Linked DNA regions of Rattus norvegicus: region 1 is linked to region 2. The links are chromatin contacts, called in public Hi-C maps. All regions are on one chromosome and are shown on one strand. The core of a region is the stretch at or near the end of the contact, and the rest is flanking DNA. Distances in the headings are between cores, read along the strand shown. Region 1 holds the start of Zdhhc23 (zinc finger DHHC-type palmitoyltransferase 23). Region 2 overlaps Gramd1c (GRAM domain containing 1C).

Region 1 (4,162 bases), core at 1,191-3,690, 34 kb before region 2:
GACCTCAAACCCCAGGATGGACCCAGCCACCCATGAACTCTGTGCAGACCCAAGACACCAACCCATGAGCTACAGTATGAGCTAAGCCCTTAGGGTCCAACTTGTAGCTCAGCATGTCTGGAAGGTAGGATGTCTACATCACAAGTGATTTGTCCTGTAGGAGTGGGACCTGCCATTACTTTTCTTTCTCATTTCTCTTTCCTGACATGGGAATGTTTTTCACTGAATGCCCCACTGTTGTGTTTTCAAAGTACACAGTCTGTTATTTCTTTCTTTACTTTTTAATTACTTTATGTGTACAAGTGTTTTGTCTACATGCGTGCATGTGCATCATGTCTGTGCCTTGTACCCACTGAGGTCAGATACCTTGGGACTGGAATTACAGGCAGTTGTAAGATGCCATAAGTGTGTTGGGAATTGAACCCCGATCCTCTGCAAGAGCAAGAGGTACTCTTAACCTCTCTTCTGCCCACAGCCTGTTAGCCACAGGCCCATAGCTGTGGGTCCTTCATGAGTTTCACCCATTTCTGACTTAGATGATGCCATCTAGACCGCTCTGGAGACTTAAGATGTCTGTGCTGATACTTGAACAATTAAACTTTGGAGGTTGGCAGCTACGGGGGTGGGGTGTATTGTGCATGTGAAGACATTCTTTGGAGGGGGCAGAGGTAAATTGCTACAGAGCCAATATTTGTGGCTAAAATTCAAACGTAACTCTCAATGCAATCTTGTTCAGAGTGGGGGCTCTTAGGAAGTGTGAGGTCAACAGGACATCTCGTGAAAGAGATTAATATCTACACAAATTAAGACCATTCTTGGTTGGGCATTCATCCATTCTGAGTGCAGATGAAGTGGGCAGGTGCCATCCATGAGGAAGAGGAGTCACATTAGATACTAAGTCCGCCAGCACTCTGCTTTTGGGTTTCTCCACCTCCAGAACCAGACAGTCCACTTCTATCACTTGTAATGTACCCCACTCAGGAGTATTTTGTTGCAGCAGCCTGCGTGGACTAAGACAGGCAAGAAAGAAAAGGTAGTTTAGGCAACGGTAATTTGAGACGCCTTAAAGTGAGTCGGAGATATCACCTGGAGTCACAGAGCAGCAGGGTGGTGGACACACGGAAGCCTGCCTCCAGAAAAAGGCAATCAGCCAGAGGAGAGAACTCAGGGGCCAGCCCAGGCCCCAAGGGCTAGCAGAGAGGAAGAGTCAGCAGAGCTAACGGCAAAGCTGCAGTCCTAAGTGACAGTCACTGTGGACACGGCACCCTTCCTCCGTTCCTCAGCGCAAAGGGCTCTAATTCCCTCAGTGTGAATCCTAGACTAAGTCTAAAGAAGCCATATCTAAGGCTTCCTATTTACACAAGGAACAACGTGGACATGAGCTTTAAGAGTCAAGTGTGACAGAAGACTGCAGTGGTCTCCATGCAAAGCTTTTCTTGGCCTAACAATCTATACTGACAGTGACTTTGTAAGCAGAAGGGACAGTTTCTGGGAAAAGCTCGTCTCCAACATCCCTCTTCCTCTCACATTACCGCCTTCCATAAGCAGGCATTTAAAAATATATATTTAGAAAAATGGCTAAAACCAGTCTATTGCTACTTGATACAAAATGTTTTTAACTGATGCTAAAAACTCTTCTTTTTAGATAGCAATTTCCATCGATGAGATTGTGGTGAAAGAAAAGGTCAAAGATTAGGCAATGTTACAATCAGGACAGTATTGCTGCCCACATATAAACAGTCACTCTCTACAGGGTGTACACGGCCTCTCTTCCCAGAAACAAGGGGTAAGCTGAGAGCAGAAAAGCCATCTTTCACCCTCCAGGCCCCATGTGACCAAGTGGGAATGACCCATGCCTGGGCTCTATCTACTAAGATCACAGAGAATATAAGAACTTTCTGGAATGTTCATTTAAACCTGCAGTTTGTGCTGGACTGTGTTCTTTAATACATTTAATCTGTCTACTATCCGCACCTCCTACCCCCGTCATCATCGTTGAAAATGAAAACTGTTGAAGTCCTCATAAACTGAACCCTCACACCTGACAGCAAACACAATTCTCTATTTTAGATCCTTTGGAATAGCAAAAGCAAAACTCAGCATTCTGGATGGCATACCTGAAAGGATATATGGAGGTCTGAACAGAACCAGTGGGGTTAGCATCTGGAAACTGTAAGCTTACCTGTCACAGCCTTCATCGAGGTCCTGACAATCACACAAACAGGCAGCCACGTGGTTCTTTTCCCCATTTCGATCTATGTACTCACAGCAACACAGGGGCTCCAATTCAGGCTCTTCGGTTTTCTTTTTTTTTACTGGCTTCATATTGCCTTTTAGCGTAAAGATTTGTACCTGTCACCATGAGGCATAAGAAGCAGCTCTCGGAAGGTAAAGGTGGAGAGAACTCAACTCACATCCTGTAAACACATCTTCACTTCTCATTAACGCCAACGCCTGAGCAATAAAAAAAAAAAAAAAGAAAGAAAGAAAGAAAAAAGAAAAGGGGGGAGGGGTCCTGTTTTCATCAGGCTTTTCGGGCTCCTCGTGGCCTGAAAGGGGGCTCCTTGACTTCTGGGGTTCCGACCATCTTCTCCTCCCCTTCCCAGCTAGGCTTGCCACATCTGGGTACCAGCCGTTCCCATGGCGACAGCCGACCACGCGGCCCGGGACAGCAGAGCTAGAGCGGCCCAGTTCACCTGCGGGTGCGAGCTTGGAAGGGCCGGGCGGTCCCCACCCCAAAGCTGCGCGTCGTGGAAACTCACCCTCGCAGGTGCCGGCAGCGACGCCCCGGGCGCTGCAACCACCCACCGGCCCGGGGATACCAGGAGCCCCAGCAGCCCCGAGGTCGCCGTCCAGCCCACTCGGAACCCGCCGCTCCGAGGGCGTGGGCGGGCCTGGAGAATGACCTTGGCGGGGAAGTTACCTGCCCTCCGACAGAGGCGGGGACCGGGAGGAGGACCGGCTCCCCTCGGCGCGGTTGCGCCTCCGACCTTGCACGGAGGGCTCGGGCGCGCCGGGCGGAGTCGCCCACCTGTGAGCACCGGCGGTGCGCGCGCCTGCCGAGCGAGCCAGTCGCCCCGGGTCTCCGCTCCGCAGGTCGGCGCGCGCTTCCGGGTGCCCCGCCCCCGGCGCCGGGATCCCGCCGCCCGCACGTGCGCCGCCTGCCCACGAGGCCCCTCCCCCGTCGCGCTCTGGCCGGGCCACCGGGCACCTGCGCCGGGCCCTCGGGGTGCTGCCGGGGTGCTGCTGTGGCGCCGGATCAGACCCGGGCGTTCGCGCGCCGCCTGAGTTCGCCGGCCTCCGGCGCCGGCAACAGGCGTTGGGTTCGATCCGCACCGTCGCCGCGTTAAGGGGTGCCACCCCACGAGTCACCCACCTTCCCCAGAGGCCCGCTGTAGCTCCCAAGCCCGGCTTATCCAACTTGTGCATGCTCGCGAGTCCTGGTGGCTGGGGCTGCCTTCCAGCCAGGCCTCTGTGGTACTTTTGATTCAGTAGTCTGCGCATTTGCAATGAAATTGCCCAAGAGAGTCCTCTCTAGGGTTTCGTCGCTGCACAAATCTGTGAGAACTGTGGGCCTACGTACAGGTTTTCCCTACCCCAGGCTTTCTAGGTTTGGTTTGGTTTGGTTTTTAAGCAGAAACAGAAGAACAGCAACTTAGACATTTTGGGTTTTATTGAAGTCAATCTATATATAACAGATTAAGATCTTAATTCTACATACATATTTAGTGTTTTATCTACAAAGCAACGTTGGTAACCTTTGAGGTATGTGATAAAGTAGTCTGAGAGAAACAACAAAAACATTCACTCTGACAGTTAACATTTTTCTAAATGTAACAATTTGAAGTTTCTAATCCACTCACTCTAACATACAGCCAGATACTTCCTATGTTCCTAAACAAACAAAACAAAACAAGACAAAACGGAACAGGAGGTATTACTCTGAAGCCCCCTTCCCCAGGGAGAGTAGATAGGACTTGTGAAGAGAAACCCTTCCCTTTAGCCAGTATTTTTATTCCCTACAGGCTTCGCAAAAGCGTTGTTAACAATGACATTTGGCTTTGGTGACCTGAGGGAAAGGCAACATTGACTTAAAGACAATGGATATTCAATAAGAATAAATATATGTGCGTGTTCTAGAAAGACCTCTAGAGAACAAAAC
Region 2 (3,759 bases), core at 151-2,650:
AGTTTAAATTTAAAAATTTTCAATATACATTGGCTCTAATAAAAGAGTTCAGAAGCGATTGTGAAGGTATGCTCATGCTTCTGCCTTCAAAGTTATCTCTAAATATTTCTCAAAAATATTCTAGATAACCAAAATCAAAAGCATGTAATGTCACCCATATGGAGTGAAATAGTAATCTTTAAGTAACATCAACAAGCTAATCTTCTAAACAGGGTTGCTTTCTAGACATTTTTACTTCCTTTGGAAGTCACACAGTAATTCAAATTAATATTTATCTCAGAATGTGACTAATTGTCTTCATAATTGTATATATACATATATACTGTGTATATATGTTAAGTCTTTGTTAAGATGGCTGTTTGTTTGTTTGTTTGTTTAATTGGTTGAGGCAGGATGTCACTATCTACCTTGGCTAGTCTAGAACTCATTATGTAGACCAAGTTAGCCTTAAAGTTACACCTGCTTCTGCTTCCCAAAGGCTTGGATTAAAGGTGTGCACCACCACACCTAGAAGATATCTCTTTGGAAAAAAGAAGAGAAAAAAGAAGTTGGGAAGTCCTGGACATGGTACTCGTGCCTTTAATCCCAGCAGTGGCAGACACAGGAGGAGCTCTGAGTTCAAAAGAACTAAAAAGTGAGTTACAGGCCTGCACCCAAGACTACACAGTGGGGGTTGGGGATTTAGCTCAGTGGTAGAGCGCTTGCCTAGTGAGCGCAAGGCCCTGGGTTCGGGAAAAAAAAAAAAGAAAAAAAAAAAAGACTACACAGTGAGAACCTATCTTTAGTAGTAGTAGTAGTACTAGTAGTAGTAGTAGTAGTAGTAATGAACAACTTGGGAAGTACTTTAAGTGAAAAGAAGATTGGAGTCAAAAGATCTTGTCCTCAATCCAGCCTCTGCACAGCTAACTCATACATGTGTTCAAACAAAACCTTCAATTTCTTATTTTTCTATAGGTGGAGGAAAGGTAGGCTAAATACAGTAACAATGGGAATATCTTACCTCCGTCTGTAGGAGAGGCATAGAGGCTTTCTAGTAAGAGATTTCTATTCCACTACCACTGCTCCATGTCCATTGCATGAAAGCCCTGTGTGTGTGTGTGTGTGTGTGTGTGTGTGTGTGTGTGTGTGTGTGTGTTATGTAAGAATGAGTGTTCAGGCACATTTGTTTCTGTGTGTATACATGTGTTCATGTGTCTGTGAAGTCCAGACAACCTTCAGTGTGGTTTCCTCAGGAGACAGACACCTTCATTGTCTGAGACCTGGTCTTGCCTCTCAGTAGGACCTGGAACATATTGATTATGAGAGACTGCCAAGCCAGTGAGACCAAAGATCTGCCTGTCCCTGCCTTCCTGATGTTGGGAGGGCAGACCAGTGCCACCATGGCTAACAAATGCTGGGTTTGTCATGTGGGTGCCAGGGGTTGAAGTCAGGTCCTTTTGCTTGCACTGAGATATTTCACCATGCCTCTCCTCCCTAGTTCTCAAAGCTTGGAATTCTAAGTCACTCTAATTGAGACTTCAAACTCCAGGCTTTGAGAGAAATAAAGATGGGTAGACTGACTAACTGGTCTCCTGTTTTCTACACACATTCATTCCTTTTCTGGTTCTCTGAATGTGAGGCTGCCACAATCAAATTCTCACTCTGCATGCACACACACACACACACACACACACACACACACACACACACCTAACACAAAGGTAAACATTAGAAGACATGCCTGGAATTTCGTTAAGATTTAAAATTCTTTACCTTCATCCACAGAATCTGAAGTACTGCTCTTGTCCAGAGAAAGGTACTCATTCTTATTCAAGTCCAGTGTCTTGGAGGGCACTCTGCCTAACTTCTTTTCTGAAGCTAGGGAAGGACTTTTTCTCACGTGTCTCTCACTCTGAGACCCCTCTTTTCCTAATCCCTAAGAGACAAACAATTTGGTTTAAAGGTTAAAAAAAAAACTGTTTTGAAACACAGGTTTTACAGCAAGCAGTTTAATATTAAATATGACGAGTACAGGATCGAAATGCTGCTTTTAGGATTGAATGCTACCCGGGATATGAAGGCCTTTCTGCAGTGTTCTCACACAGTGGTGAATGGCAGGCCTATGAAGAACATCGCATAAAAGGGATTCAAAGGAAGTTACCATCATGTGAGTGGTCAGAGCACAAAGGAAAGGACACAGCAGAAGACGACAATTTGGAACAATCAGTTCTTTTGGGACTGACAAGGGGAGAAACCAAACCCAGTTTAGTTTCCTTAGCCAGTGCCCACTCTCTTAAAACCAGGGACTGAAGTAGAAATGGAAAGACCATAAAAAGATAGAAGTCATTTAGGGGTGCAATGGGGAGAAGAGGTTGACCTCACAACAAGCCTGATGGTCCTACCATTAAGAGACTAAGAGACAGAGAATTAAAGTATACCAAAATATGATTAAGTATACTTCCTGGGCATGATTAATGAGAAGTCATTTTATAGTAACAGACATACTAGCGGACAGAGATAGTAACTGATGGGTATTAAATGTAAATGCCATTATTATGTTACGATTCAAATAGAACTAACTATAACCAGGAAGGTAAGTACAAAGTGTGTATTAACTATACCAAAAAAAAAAAAAATCCTCTTTGCCCCGTCTGTGTGTCCAGAGATGGAAGGGTATACAAAGCATATATCAGCCCTTCTCTTTTCTGCTCTAGACAATCCTTACCTAGATCTGAAGGGATACTCAGCCCTAGGGAGAACACAGTCAGTCGGGAAGCTGAGTGGTAAGTAGGACCCAGGACACAACTTAGTGAAGAGTTAGACTACCAGTTAGTATCCTGAGAACTGACACTTCAAGCAGCCAAAACCAGGGGTTGATATATTTGGGGATTACATGGTAGAGAGCAATATGCTTGCCTAGCGGACTCAGAACCCCTCTAAGAGCCAGGCAGAGGATCATGCTGTATCTTCTTGCTAACTAAATTTCATTTCCTATTATAGGAATATCAGTAAATACCTATATAAAAAGAATGGGGATGGAGAGACGGCTCAGTGGTTAAGTGCACAGATTGCTCTTCCAGAGGTCCTGGGTTCGATGCCCAACACCCACATAATGACTTAAAACTGTCTGTAACTCCGGTTCCAGGGGATTCAACACCTTCACAAAGACATACGTGCAGGCAAAACACTAATGCGCATAAAATAAACTAATTGTTTTAAAGGAAAAAAAAGTTAACAAATTGTTGACATTTGTATTGCTTGTATCTCCAGATAGTTTCCTGTATTTCACAAGGAATATTAATTTTATAACAATTTTCATTTAGAAAATAGTTGTTTCTGATTTTTGTTATTTTCAATTTGATGAAAATTAAAAAAAAAATCAAACAAAGTGAAAAACAGACAACATTTGCTAATCTCTAAGACCTGAGACTCTCACCCAAATACTCCTTGGGAAAAAAGGCCCAGGAGTTTGAAAAACTATGTGTACATCAACAAGAACATTGTCAATCTACTGCATTCTATTCTATCCCATTCACCACTAAGGATAGAAGACAACTTCTTTCAGGGACAGAACCAGAGGTAAGACCAACAGGCTAAGTATTCCAAGAGGGGACACATTAGACAGGGGAGATAGGAGGACTAAATGACAGATTGGAGTCCTGAGAACCCAGCCCTCAAGGTGGACTTTGGCAAATGGATAATGATTCTACAAGAAGTCCTCTATCTTGTTCCCTCCCCTGAGTATCCTACATACAAAGCTTAACTTCCAGAATGACATCT

What was found. A called contact is a pair of places that touch in the nucleus more often than the background predicts.
Region 1: a contact with region 2 is called in a Hi-C map of hepatocytes, with 13 times the contacts expected there. The contact joins the promoter of Zdhhc23 here to the enhancer-like site in region 2. A contact is called at or near these places in 2 of 12 Hi-C or Micro-C datasets (hepatocytes and liver).

The regions. Positions count from the first base shown.
Region 1 is chr11:70,223,972-70,228,133 of GRCr8, reverse strand. Zdhhc23 (zinc finger DHHC-type palmitoyltransferase 23) reads right to left here and starts at 2,440. Exons shown (of 4, transcript NM_213627.2): 1 at 2,183-2,440. The coding sequence starts at 2,325. It overlaps Gramd1c (GRAM domain containing 1C), which reads right to left. Exons shown (of 18, transcript NM_001191826.2): 18 at 3,656-4,162.
Region 2 is chr11:70,189,647-70,193,405 of GRCr8, reverse strand. Gramd1c (GRAM domain containing 1C) reads right to left here. Exons shown (of 18, transcript NM_001191826.2): 9 at 1,753-1,915. Among named protein-coding and RNA genes, the nearest start is that of Zdhhc23, 34 kb to the left of the region's middle. Within about 2 kb of position 1,400, at least 4 of the 93 cell types and tissues checked have an H3K27ac peak or open chromatin away from gene starts, as enhancers often do. A contact at or near this core is called in hepatocytes and liver, where this site is marked.